Regions from separate parts of the Ovis aries genome. Here region 1 is linked to region 2. A link is a contact called in public Hi-C data. All regions are on one chromosome and are shown on one strand. The core of a region is the stretch at or near the end of the contact, and the rest is flanking DNA. Distances in the headings are between cores, read along the strand shown. Region 1 overlaps BABAM2 (BRISC and BRCA1 A complex member 2). Region 2 holds the start of FOSL2 (FOS like 2, AP-1 transcription factor subunit).

Region 1 (6,614 bases), core at 451-2,950, 120 kb before region 2:
GGGCTCTGCTGCTTGCAGGCATCCCAGGACCTGGGCGTTTCTATTCAGTAGCTCCACCGTCCCTTGTGGCCTCAGCATTCTCCACTGCATCTTCTGTCTCAGGCCAGCACGTCCAGGGTTGTAGGGCCAGGTCTAGAAGGGGCATCTATCCCTCCTGTCCGTAGTCTATAGGTCAGAATTCAGTCATGTGGCTTCACCTCATTGCAGAAAGGCCAAGAAATTTTGTTTGGCTTTGCCCAGCAGGAAGTGTTTGAGGCACACGTGTACAAGAGTAGTCACAGTGGCATTGTTAGCTGTGGTATCAACTAATGAGAGAGTGAATGTTCACTGATAGGGGAGTGGATAAATAGTGTTAAACTCACCCCACAGAATATTATACAGTTGTGGAAATGACAAAACCGTATCTGCACATGATGAAGATGAAATCTTAGAAATTCAATGTTGACTCAAAGAAGCCAGTTACAGGAGACACCCTAGGTGATAGAAGTTATATATAAAAAGCTCAGAAGTAAGCAGAACCAGACACTATATTATTTAGGGATAGGGAAATAGGCAGTAAAATCATGTTTTTTAAAAACAAAGGAGGGACTTCCCTAGAGGTCCAGTGGCTAAGATTCTGTGCTTCCAGTGCAGGGGTCCCAGGTTCAATCCCTGATCAGGGAGCCAGATCCCACACGCCATGCCGCAACTAAGACCTGGCACAGTCAAATAAATAAATATTTTTTAGAAAGGAATGACAGTGGACAGTGGCTATCTCTGGGCAGAGAGGCAGGGGGTTGAGTGGAGAGGGAGCACACAAAGGGCTTCCAGCTGTAGGTTGTGTCTTTGTTCAGAGAGGGAGTGTGGATTCAGGCACGTTGTTTTTTTCAACGTGTTGTATGTGCGTTACAAGTATTCTTTGATACGTATCAGATATTACATAGTAAATTTAAAAATGAACTGAAACACTATCATTAGTAGCAATACAAATAAAGCTTTATTAGTTATAAGAATGTGACAAGGAACAGACACATCACTTGAAAAGGTGAATGGTAATTGGTGTTCCTCATGCAGTGAAAGCGACCCACTTTGGGGCTGGGTCCACCTGAGATCACACATGTTGCTGGCCCTGTGGTCAGGGTCAGAGATCAGCCCCCGTGCCCTGGTCAGAATCCTTTCTGGTTCTCCTGTGTGGATCAGTCGTCATCACACTCTCAGCGTGTCACGTCGCTTGATGTGTATTGTGGCAATTATTCCTTGCAGAGAAACCCTGCAAAGCTGTATTGTGATCCTTTGCCATGAAAGGCAAGCTTTGTGTATCTAAATTTCCTAAAAACTGTCCCTTTAAAAGTATCTCCTGCCTACAAAGATGCAGCTGAATCCCACATCTCAGCAAACAAAAGCTGAGGCTTGTAACAAGCAGGAGTCATCGCTAGACAGTTATCACCACAGGTAAAGGCCCATCTTCCAGGGCAACCAAATGACTTAATAAACACATCAAATCTCCTTTATCGTTAAGTGAAAGACCCAAAGAAGCAGCATGGTAACAGTCGCCAGCCAGGCTCCATCCCTTATCGAGCTGCTGGCAAACTGTCTTGTAAATAATCAATCCAGCTCTCTGGGTTCCTGTTTTCTCCACCCCTCTCCCTTCCCCCTTCTCCTCCTCCTTCCAAGTTTCAGCCTCTGCTGTCTCCACCCTCTGTAGGCTCCACCTTCTGTAGAGGACTCTGCTCTCTGCACCCAGAATGAGTCAGCATATGGATACAACCCACGTTTTCAGGGAAATGGACTGAGGTTATCAAAAAATGCAATCCCTCTAACCATAGATAAAAATCAAGGCATTTACAGCAGCCTCGAGAGTGAGTCCAGCGGCCGCCCGCACACTGGAACGGACAGTACATCTCCTTTGGGAAATACCTCCCCAGGGAGTGACTCTTGGTCTCCTGGGTAAAATGTTCGCTTGTCAGACAGCAAGCCCTTTGTAAAAGGGAAACAGACTCTGTCAAAACTGGGTGGTGATGAGATAAAGGCAGGCCACTCCTGTTTGAATGTTTGTCCTGTTGGTGGGGATTTTGTTTAACAAGGTGCCTACCTTATCTGTCTTCTTTAAGATTTATAGCTTCAGAGCCCATAAAAGGGAGGCCACAGATATGACCATGGGCTGTAGAAAGATTAAAAACAAACCTAGGCTATTCAATAAAAATAATCTTGAGATATTTTGGATTTTCTTCTTTTTTTCCCACTGAAGATCACATCAGAGACTCCAACAGTACTTGACTAATAGTACTTAGCAGCACTTGGCTAATATACATATTATGAAAATGCTGGAAGGAATATTGCCTGACACTGTTTATAGCACATGGGCTATTTTCCTCTACTCTGGCCTGGAAAAAGGGGTTAAGCCCACTATTCAATTAAAAATTAGTTTTTGAAACCTCATCTTGGACCATGCAGTGTATCAGGTATACAAGTAAGATATGATCCTTCCCTCAAAGGAACTTAGAATTAAAAATTCACCAACAAAAAAAAAAAAAAAAAAAAATTCACCAACATATCCTACTGTTACAGAAAATGATGTTAAAATTGTCACTTAAGAAAGGACCAGATCTAGGAACAAGCCCTTTTAGTGCTGATGTCTGACAGCTGTGTTACCCATTTGCGGACTTTATGCTTTGAAGAGCATTTTGGCCACTGCTGCTGTTCGTCATGGATTTGATTGAACCTACACTGGAAACCTTCATCTTCTGATTCCTGAACCACAAATCCTGTTCTCCCGGATGGCGAGTTCTTTCTCCAGTCTCCTGATAACTACCCTGCTGTTTCTATGGAAGAGAAAGTATCTGGGCCCTCAGTCCACATCACAAGGATAGTTGTCATGGACCACTCGTTATGAGACCATCACTGTGCAAGATAGCTTACGTGCATTGTCTCCTAATCCTTATAACAGTCCTGCCAGATAAAACTCATGAATGCCATTCCCCGAATGGAAAGGTAGAAAGCAGAGAGGTTTACTAACATACCTAAGATCCCATGGGTGGTGAATGCAGGATGATTAGATCAGGTTCCAGATGTTTAAATTCAAACTCTGAGCCCTTTCAGTTCTACCTTGCCTTATCGTACTCACTCAGTGATGTAATGCTATAATTTCTTGATTATTGCAGTATGCTCTTGCCCTGTTTCCATGGGATGCAGGCATCAGGTATGCAATGGGTGCATGAACACCAAGTTGACATATTCAGAGTATGTGCCAGAGCCTTGGAGACAAAAAAGGATGCAGAGCATCTTATTTGGGTTTCCTGATGTAGAAGATAGCCGTCCACAGACATACAGCTAAAGCTCAGTGGAATGCTTTACTCATCTAACAGTGTTGAAGATAAAAGGAGGCAGCTGTGTCACATGTATGCAATTCTTCAGGAGAATACAGACCCAGTCTTCAAGTTCTCACCTCTCATCCAAATAGAAGAGGTTTTTGTAAATGCCATGGTGGTTGGCTGTGTTTGATTTGGTTGGGCCTCAAGCTGGACCAGAGGCACCAGACCACTTCCTGCTGCACCAGGGACATTGTTCCTTCAAGGTCTCACCCACCTGGGGAGGGAACCAACATAACCTCCCCTCCTCACCGCTTGGGCCCTCATGGGCACGACTGTGCCACCAGCTGCAGTGATGTGACTCAGCTACAGTCTTCAAATAGTTCCTGGTGTTCTCGTTCAAAGAAAGAAATTCTGAGACAGTGACCTGTCAACGTATTGTGAAGGAAGCAAGGCTCTTCAAGATCCATGCCACCCTTCCCCCACCCTTTATTGAGGTATATTTGACAAGTGAAAATTGAGGTATATTTGACAAGTAAAAATTGTATATATTCAAGGTACAAAACTAGATGTTCTGATATATGTATATACCGTGAAATGATTGCCACCATCAAGTTAATTCACATATCTAGAACCTCAGATTGTCACTTTTTTTTTTTTTTTCTTATTTTTGTGTTTGGTGATAACATTTAAAATCTACTCTTTTAGCAGATTCCAGGTGTACGGATACAGCGTTGTTAACTGTAGTCACTATGCTATACATTAGATTTTTCAGAACTTCCTCAGTTGGTATAACTGAAACTTGGTATCCTTGGACAACATCTCCCCATGTCCTCCTGCCCCACAACCTCTAGCAACCACCGTTCTACTCTCTGTCTCTGAATTTGACTGTTTTAGATTCCACATAGAAGTAAGATCATGCAGTATTCGTCTTTCTGTGTCTGACTTATTTCACTCAACACAGTGTCCTCCAGGTGTATCCATTTTGTCACAGATAGGAAGATTTCCTTCTTTTTGAGGCTGAATAATACTCCGTTGCCCGTATAAACCGGGTTTTGTTGATCCTTTCGTCTGTTGGTGGACATGTAGGTTGTTTTCATATCTTGGCTGTTGTGACTACTATGGCTGTAGGAATACAGATGTCTCTTCAAGATACTGGTTTCATTTCCTTGGATATATACCTGGAAGTGAGATCACTGGATTATATGGTAGTTCTGTTTTTTATTTTTTGAGGAATCTCTATATTATTTTTCATAATTTCAGAACCAGTTTACATTCCCATCAGTAGTTCCCTTTTCTCCACATCCTTGCTAACATTTGTTATCTTTTGCCTTTTTGCTAAGAGCCATTTCTTTCTGTGAGGTGGTAGCTCATTGTGGTTCTGATGATTATAATCTTGAGCACGAGTTGGCCACTTGTATGTCTACTCTTGAGAAATGCCATTTCAAGTCCTTTGCCTGATTGTTATTGGGTTATTTGGGGTTTTTTTTTTTGCTATTGAGTATGAGTTTTATAAATATTTTAGATATTAACCACTTATCAGATAAATGGTGTACAAACACTTTCTTCCATTCCATAGGTTGCCATTTCACTCTGTTGATTGTTTCCTTTACTGTGCAGTAACATTTTAGTTTGATACAATCCCTTTTGTTACCTGTGCTTTTGGTATTGTATCCAAAAAATTTTTACCCAGACAAATGTCAAGAAGCTTTTTCCTCTATGTTTTCTTCTAGTGGTTTTATAGCTTTGGATCTTATGTTCAAGTATTCAATCCATTTGAGTTCAAAGTTGATAAAACTTTGACCTAAGTGTCCAGTTTTGTTCCTCTGCATATGGCTGCCCAGTTTTCTGAGCACCATTCATTGAAGAGACTATTCTTTATCCATTGTGTGTTCTTAGTAACCTTGTCAAAGATCACTTGACTGTAATTGAATAGATGTATTTCTGGGCTCTCTACTCTGCTTCTTTGGTCCATATGTCTGTTTTTAATGCCAGTACCATACTGTTTTGATTAGTGTAATTGTGTGATATGTTTTGTAATCAAGAAGTATGATGCCTCCAGGTCTGTTCTTCTGGCTCAAGATTGCTTTGGCTATTTGGGGTCTTTTGTGGTTTCATATGAATTTTAGGATTTTTAAAATGGTAAAAATTACCATTGGGATTTCAAGAGAAATTGCATTGAATTTGTAGAGTGCTTTGGGAGTATGGTAAATATCCATGTATTTTACAGTAAGTATTCCATTAACAAAGAGAGAGTGAAGGAATCTCATAATATGGGGTAAGATTTTAGATGCATACAGAAGCATGTATCACCTCCATATTCATCCTTTATTGAGTCATTAGCTGAAAGGGAAAAGGCCAACCAAGGAGGTTAACTGTACAATGTAATATTAGAAGACTCTGCCTATCCATTTGAAATTGGTAAGTTTAGAATGGATTTTCTAGTTTCATAGATATGTGCTTAAGCTTGGTAATGGCCCTCAGCTTATGAAAGTTATGCTAATTAGTAGCATTTATTAATTTCAAATTATTCATGTAATCATATTCTAGGCACATGGTAGATTTTAGAGATGGTTCTACTCTCAGTGGCATTATCTTTTGGTTGGCATGTTTGTAGAAAGTATAGATAGAATGGGTACAATTACCCTTTAAGAGGAAAGGAGAAGGGAGAATTATGTTAGCTGGTAGAGAATTGGGATAATTCTTTTGGGAAAGCATCCAAGAGGTCTTAAGTTTCTCCTATGAAGGTAGGGTATGGTAAATAGAAGATAAGAGATTCTTTCTAGTGTTTAGACCAGTTTAACTATTCACAAAAGCATCAGTGGAGGTCTATAACCCAACTGTGTTCAGAGGTGTAATTCAGAAAGCCTAATAGAAATCAAAACTCGTGGTAAAGCTGTATCATGGATAAATGAAACATTAAATTTTTTGCTTTGGTTTGGAATTCTGTCAGTTTGGCCTAATAAATGTGGCAGTTTCTGGGAAAATCATTGTAAAGGCAAAATCTCTTAAAACCTGTAGCTTCAGGGAGTGAAACAGAGTGTAGGATGAACCCCATGTAGTAAAAGGGGCAACCAGTTCCTTGGACAAAGGCAGAACAGTCCAGTGAAGACGTGGTTTGATACCAGTTTGTGTTTGCTCCAGAGGATGGGGTGGGGGTGGGGGGTGGGTGAAGCAGAAAGCTGAGAATTGGACAAAAGTTTATTCAGTTTGGTTTAGATTCAGTAGTCACACAAAGTAAGAGCTTCCCAGATGGCGCTATTGGTAAAGAACATGCCTGCCAGTGCAGGAGACGTGGGTTGGGGAGACCCCCTGGAGGAGGGCATA
Region 2 (6,819 bases), core at 3,128-5,627:
GGTTTAAAGGGAGGGGAGGTTCAGCTTGAAAAGCTGTGTGGGTTATTCTGATGTTTACCCTGACTCGGGGTGAGATCTGAGAGTCACTGATGGACTGTGTTTCCCCCATCCTGAAATGCCACCCGTGAGAAGATACATCTGGGTTTAACAGCATCCGTGCTGGTTTTTCCTTATTTGCTGAACGTGTCTTCCCCGCCCCCACCAGATCCACTGCTAACCCTTCCTTGCCCTTCTCTATACCCTAGGAGGCTGACAAGGGTGGGAGAGATGGGCATGGGGTCTTGTCGCCATCCTCTTCAGGGCTCTCTCTGGCAGGGGCGGCTTCTCTTTATCCTGATGGATGGCCTTCTTCCATGGTTGCAGTATGCACAAGGCTCTTAATAACTCTGTTTTCTTCCCTTTCCAACCCTGGGGGTGGTCAGCAGTTTCCACCACCTGTGACTAGGCCTGGAGTGCAGCAAGGCCCCTTGTCACTCTCTTTGCCCTGCTCACACCTCTTTATGGAAATGTTCTATTAAAGCCTCTTCCTTTGAACCGTCTGGGCCGAAGTCTGTTTCCTGATGGACTCCTGACTGACCCGGAGATCTTGGTACAAACAGAAATGCTTCCAGGTTAGTCACTGATTATAACTTGCACCTGATTTTCAGAAATGTTCAAAATGCATGGTTTACAATAGAGAAGTGATGGCAGATTCACTCAGGCTTGGTGGATAGAGGACCATTTATCATTAAGCTGTGGACTTTGCTTCTGACCTGGCAAGGCTGGGAGAACAGGTAACAGGCTGTAATGAATGTAAAGCTGGGCGAGAAGGGTTTGTGTTCCGACTCTGGTTGGGAAATACTGAGCAGGCTGCCTTGCCTCTCTGTTCTCAGCTGCCTCTCTGCCAATCCAGAGTCACCCTGATGGTTGTCACCTCCCTGGCAGGGATGTTGTATGAGGAGAAACGAGGCCATGTATGTGAAAGGGCTTCATGAACTGTCCAGCACTCAGACAGGAGGGCCAGGGCAGTCCAGCCAGGCAGTCATTTTGGTCAGGAGTCAGACATCAGGCGGGGAGGGACAGAGGAGGAAACAGCAAACTTTAGTGCAGGGAGGTCCCAAGACCCAGAGAGGCAGTGAGAAGGCAGCCCAAGTACCTTTTTCTCCCCATCTCATTTTATGATCTCTTCTTCTGGCACTTCACATGACCTTTCCTTAACCTGAGTGATAGTGGTGAATTAAGGAGCACCTCTAAGTGTAGGACAGAGTCACGCACAAGATGAAGTCCATGCTTTCTGAGGATCAGTAAGAGAGAAACAAAGACATTCCCGTAGGAGGCAGGTCATGCATGTCCTGGGTAAGAGGAGGAGCCTGGTGTCCTAGAGGATCAGCTGCACTTCCAGCTGGGTCACTAACCCTCTAACTAATTCTCCTGGGCAAGTTACTTCATCTCATTTTCTTGATCTGCAACCAGGGAATAACACCCACCTCAAACTTTTGTTGGGAGGATTGCATGAGACAATCCCTTAAAGTATTCTGCCTGGTAAGTGTTCAATAAAGATTGGCCCCTATTCTTCTTAGTATCCTCTTCCAGGGAGTCAGACAGTCCTTTGTTACTGGGTGATCCTGTAATGATTCCCCACGGAGAGGGCCATGAACTGGGCTTGGAGGCTAAATTCTCAGTCTGGCATTCAGTTAGTCCGAGGCACCAGTTGCACCAGTCGGTCGGTCCCGCAGCATCAGGGCACAGCTCTGTTCCTGGCGCTCAGGGACTGAGAGGTGAAGGCCGGCTGCAGATCGCGGGCCTCCCGGCGGACAGAGGGAGCCAGCACAAGTTCTGGAGCCGGGAAGGCCGGGATCAAAGCGTTTCGAGGCAGGCCGGGGCGCACCAAAGGAAGGCTAGCGCCTTGCATCAGCACAGATTCCGTGATGCTCTGCAGACGTCTCGGGGCTGCCGGGCTTTACGGGAACCCACAAGAAAGGAAAGGGCTGGGGAGCAGGCAGGGCGGGGGCGGCCGAGGGCGCGAGGGTGCGCTTGCCCGCCCGCGCGCTCCCGGCGGCGCCTGCCCGGGCCTGGACGCGCCTGGGACGGCGGAGGCCACGGAGGAAGCATAGGCTCCCTTTCCCCCTCCTTCTTTCCCCGCGAATTACTGGAAGGACTGTGTGGGAGAGACCCAGAAGCGCTGGATTTTCAAGCGCAGGGTGGGGGAGGGCCGGGTAGCCTCTGCAGCTCAAAGAAAAACTAAAAGTGTGTCTGTTAGCGCCGCTTGGACACGCCGCTGCTCCCAGGAGGGCGCTGGACGCCCGGACCGCGCCTGACTTTGTAGCCCCACCTAGGAGTTCGCCAGGCCGGCCGAGGACCGTGCGGTGCGGGAGGCGACTGAGGGGCGAGTCAGAGAGTGTCACGATTTCTTCTCCTGCGCTCCCCCCACCCCGTCCCCACCTCCAGTTTTCTGGGTTTTGCCGCTGCCGCTGGGGAAAGGGCTGAACGGTTTTGCGTCAAAGGACTGCATTTACTCAGCCCTGCTGGGAGAGGAGCATAAACACACCCAGGCAGGCAGGACGCGGGATTAAAAAAAGAGAGAGATGGCAAAAACGCCAAGACCGCGCTGGGTGTGCGCATCCATCTGCCTCGCACTTCTCGCCGCGACCTGTGGAGTTGCGGACGCTACGCTGCAGGCGGCGAGGGAGGTGCGAGGAGCCCAGCCAGCCTCGCCTCTCCACGCGCGTCCTTGGGGATGGAGCCGAGGACAGAATGTGTTTTATAGTTGTAAACAATGACCCCGAGTATTGTTTAGGATTACCGTATCTTGGGGCCATTGGGGCGGCCAGATGCCGCCAGCCGTCCCGGAAACGCCAGCGCTTTATATAGAGCCCCGGGAAAGCTTTGAGTTCCCGGCTGGGTTCTATTTTTCTTTCCTAGCAACACCCCCACTTTACAGATAAGGAGACTGAGGGCCGAAACTGTGATGTGTTACAGTGCACAACGCTTCACAGCCTTCGCGCATCTTCCCGCTGGTACACTAAGAGCTGGGTATGAGACTAAGGCAAAGCGTGGAGCAAAATTCGATTTCCTTGACTCCTAGTACAGTGCTCCTCCGGATCATCATCTCTGCAGAAGGATTGAAGTTCCAGAACTGACAAGGGCCTTAGAAGGTCATGTCTCAATCCCTTCGTTTTACAGAAAGAAACTGAAGCCCAGAGAGGTTAAGGGACTCGCCCAAAGTCTCACAGCCCGTAAGCAGCACAGCCTGGCGTTCACACTCCAAGGCCTGTGCTCTTTACCCCGCACCTCGCCCCGCCCCGCCCCGCGAGGCGGGACAAACTAGGAATCCGGACTACCTACTGCCTGAACTTCGCTCCAAAACAGCTGAAGACAACGTTGGGGCACGCCCTCTCTCGGGCCTCCCTCTTCCCTGTTTGGTTTTTTTTTTCCTTTCAAATTCGTAATAGTCGAGGTTGCTTATAATGCCCGATTACTATTAGATGCATCTTAATTGCCCAGCATAGAGGGCGGCCGGAATGTCTTGACTGGTTAATTTCGTCTTCAAGGCTGCTCCTAACAAATTAATTGCAGAGCCGAAAAGAAAGGGGAGGGGGGCGGGAAGCAGTGGGCAGCCAGCCGCGGAAGGGAAAATAGGCAGGTCGGCCCCGCCCGGCGGCGCTGCGCCCCGCCAAGGCCCGGCCGCAGGGAGGCGCGGATACCCAGGGCGCCCAGGGCGCCCGTTGCTCCGGGTGGCGCCGCGAAGGGCGCCGACGACCGTGCGCGGCCGCGCCCTCCCTGCGAGCGGCTCTGCGCGCCCGGCTCCCGGCCTCGCGGTGGCGCCGCACTGAACCGCCAGTCTCGCTCTTCAGGACTGTGATTATTTTCTGAAACCAGGCGCCGAGGGCCCCGCGGCAGCCCTCGCAGGGGCCCCGCCCCGCGCCCCTTTCCCAGGCGGTGGAGAAGGTGGGGAGGCCGTGGCGCGCTCGGGAGCCGGCGAGGGAATCCCTCTCCCTCCACGTCACCCGAAAGCTAGGGAACCCGCACTCGCGTCCTCTAACGCAAATGACCATCTTTGGCAACGTGCGCCAGTGGAACAGACCAAGGGCGCGTGGCCCGGGGGGTGGGGATGGGCCAGGCTGCCTCGGCTCCCCCAAACCGCGCCAGCGGTCCGCTCCCACCCCCGCCACCGCCTTCCTTCCTCGCGCAGGGTGTGCGGCTGGCGTCAGCGCGGCCAGGAGCCGGGGCAGATAGGGGAGCGCTGCGCCCGCCTCCTCCCGCGCGTCTTCCTCCTCCTCCCCCTCCTCCTCGGCCTTCTCCCCCCGCCTCCCCGCGCGCTCCTCCCTGCAAGGTGGAGTCGGGTTGACGTGAGGTACAGGGGCTGGAGAATAAAGAGTGTGGAGTTGAAATCGTGCCATTGTAGTGACTCATCTCGGGCAGAGCGCTGGGGCTCCGAGCAAACCAGCGAGCAAGCGAGCGGCGCTCGGCGGAGACCGAGAGAGGGAGAGAGAGAGGCGCGGACGGGCGAGGCGGGCCCGTCCGGGAGAGGGAGCCGGGAAAGGGGTGCAGGTCCGGGCGCCGGAGCTGCGGCACCGCGTCCCTCTCCACGCCGGCTCAGCTGGATCCTCCCGGGCCGCGGGCCGGGCACAGGCTGCCTTCTTCTCCTAGTCAAGTGTCCGAGCCGCTCCAAACTCCGGCGGCGAGTCGGCCACAGGAAGTTTATTCTCAGCTCCTTTTCTAAAAGGAGGAAATAGAAGTTTCTCCAAGCGGGCAGCCTTTCTTTCTGCCCCCCCTTTTTTTCCCTCCTTTCTTTTCTGCGCTGACATCTGGGGTCCCCAGACCTGGCAGGCTTGACCCGCTGGGTTGACTCCCATTCTTTTTTAATTACCGATTTTTGACTGAGCCGGCGGTCCCGGCTGGGCTCCGATTGCGCGCGGGGGCGGGAGGGCGCGCGCAGGGGAGGGACCGAGGGACGCGCGGACTTTTTAGAGGGAGGGACTGGGTGGACAACTGGTCCCGCGGCGCTCGCAGAGCAGCAAAGAAGTGGTGTAGCGCTCGGCGCTCAGGGGGCCGTTCCCGGGGTGCCTCCGCCGAGGGGGACAAGCCCGAGGCGCGGCCAGCAGAGAGCCAGCGCACAGCAGCCGGTGCGCGGCCGCGGCGAGGGCGGGGGAAGAAAAACACCCTGTTTCCTCTCGGGCCCCCACCGCGGATCATGTACCAGGATTATCCCGGGAACTTTGACACCTCGTCCCGGGGCAGCAGCGGCTCTCCTGCGCACGCCGAGTCCTACTCCAGCGGCGGCGGCGGCCAGCAGGTAGGTGCGGGCCCCGGGTGCACCTGGCGACGCGGGTGGACCCCCGCCTTCCTCTCGCCGCCACTGCCTCTTTTGCTTTCTTTGCCCTTTCTCGGTTTGGTGAGAAAATACCTGCGGGCCACCATTGTAAGTTCTGAATTCTCATCTCCTGCCCACACCTCCTTTCACCCCCTCTACCCTCGCCAACCCCCCCCCCTTTTTTTTTTCCAAACTGGAGCGGCGAGTGGGCTGAAAGAACCTACAAACCCTGTCCTTCACACTACATCGTATCCAGACAAGCTCCTGGAATTGCAGGTCCCGTTCCCAGAAGCCGGTGCCTCCCTCCTCTCCCAGGAATTCATCTCCATTCCCCTCTATCTCCGTGGTGGATCCCCCGCTCCCCAAATTTTTTACGCACGGGCCCCTTCCGACATCTAGAGAACTTATTCCTGCGAAAAAGCCTTCTCCTTCTTTCCCCACCCCGACCCCGCACCTTCTCCCGCCGTTGGTTTTAGTTAATTTCGGAAAGAAGTTGGGGACTCAGAAACTGGTTGGGCTCCTTCAAGTGATCCAGAGTGAGGGCGAGAGTTGTCACTCAGGGAATCAGGTGCGAAGGTCAGGAAGGAGGAGGTGAGCCTTGATTGGCTCAGGCTGCGTGCGTCTGTGTACCCTGCGCCCTTCCACCTCCTGTTAGGGTAGGACTAGGAGCCTGAACTGCCACCCAAAGGGGCGCCTTGGGGTCTGGGGAGTACCTAGGGCCAGGACGGCTGCAGAAAGAAGGGAGGCTGGAGAGACTTCCTCTAGGCTCCTGAATGGTTCTGGAAGCCGAGAAATAACTTGTTTCTAAAGCAGGCGGACTGGTTTGTACTGGAGGGGTTGTGCCTGCCATCTCTGTCTATAAATACCAGAATAAATACCAGAAAGTTGCTGCTAGGTTGGTGGTGCTGGTGGGGTGCCGGCCCTCTGCAACAGCCACCCCCACCTCACCCACCCACCCAGAAGCTTGTGAGGGAGCTGACTTAAACAAGGCTGCTAGAGCCTGAAGCCCGTCTTAATCAGGATCTGCCGAGTCTCTAGCCCAGTTGGCTGCGGCAAGAGCTGCTCTGGTTAGGCGGTGGCCTTGGCCTCTATAAGCCAGCCAACCAGGAGGGGCTGGGGTGGGCTTCCAGGGAGGAGGGACCCTGATGGAGAATATAATGGAAACGTGGCTCTCTTTAGTAACTGAGGAGGGATATCTTATTCCAAAGCTGTTCCGCATGCCTGATGGATCCTCAAAACGCTTTTCTATGTCTTCCCTCTACCTGCCCTGGTATCCCCATAAGCACCCGCTGGAGAAAGCCTTGTCAGTGCATGCACCCTTAATAATGAACACTAAGGTGATGAGTTTCAAATCTTGTCCCAAAGTGATTTTGTTTGCTTTCCAGCCCCGTTGGTGGTTTCTATTGAATCCAGCCATCATTAGGCAAAGGGTTGGAGTCATTTGAAATCCATTCCCTCATTCTCCAGTTCAACAGCCCCCAGATGTCCCTCTCTGCCTCTCCAAATCAGGAAGGAACCTTTTGATT

What was found. Hi-C and Micro-C count contacts between places; a contact is called where the count stands out from the background.
Region 1: a contact with region 2 is called in a Hi-C map of liver, with 3 times the contacts expected there. The contact joins the enhancer-like site here to the promoter of FOSL2 in region 2. A contact is called at or near these places in 2 of 16 Hi-C or Micro-C datasets (liver and tail adipose tissue).

What each region holds. Positions count from the first base shown.
Region 1 is chr3:35,223,986-35,230,599 of ARS-UI_Ramb_v3.0, forward strand. All of the region lies in intron 10 of BABAM2 (BRISC and BRCA1 A complex member 2), which reads left to right. Among named protein-coding and RNA genes, the nearest start is that of FOSL2, 120 kb to the right of the region's middle. Within about 2 kb of position 1,701, at least 19 of the 54 cell types and tissues checked have an H3K27ac peak or open chromatin away from gene starts, as enhancers often do. A contact at or near this core is called in liver, where this site is marked.
Region 2 is chr3:35,340,615-35,347,433 of ARS-UI_Ramb_v3.0, forward strand. FOSL2 (FOS like 2, AP-1 transcription factor subunit) reads left to right here and starts at 4,378. Exons shown (of 4, transcript XM_027966637.3): 1 at 4,378-5,275. The coding sequence starts at 5,174.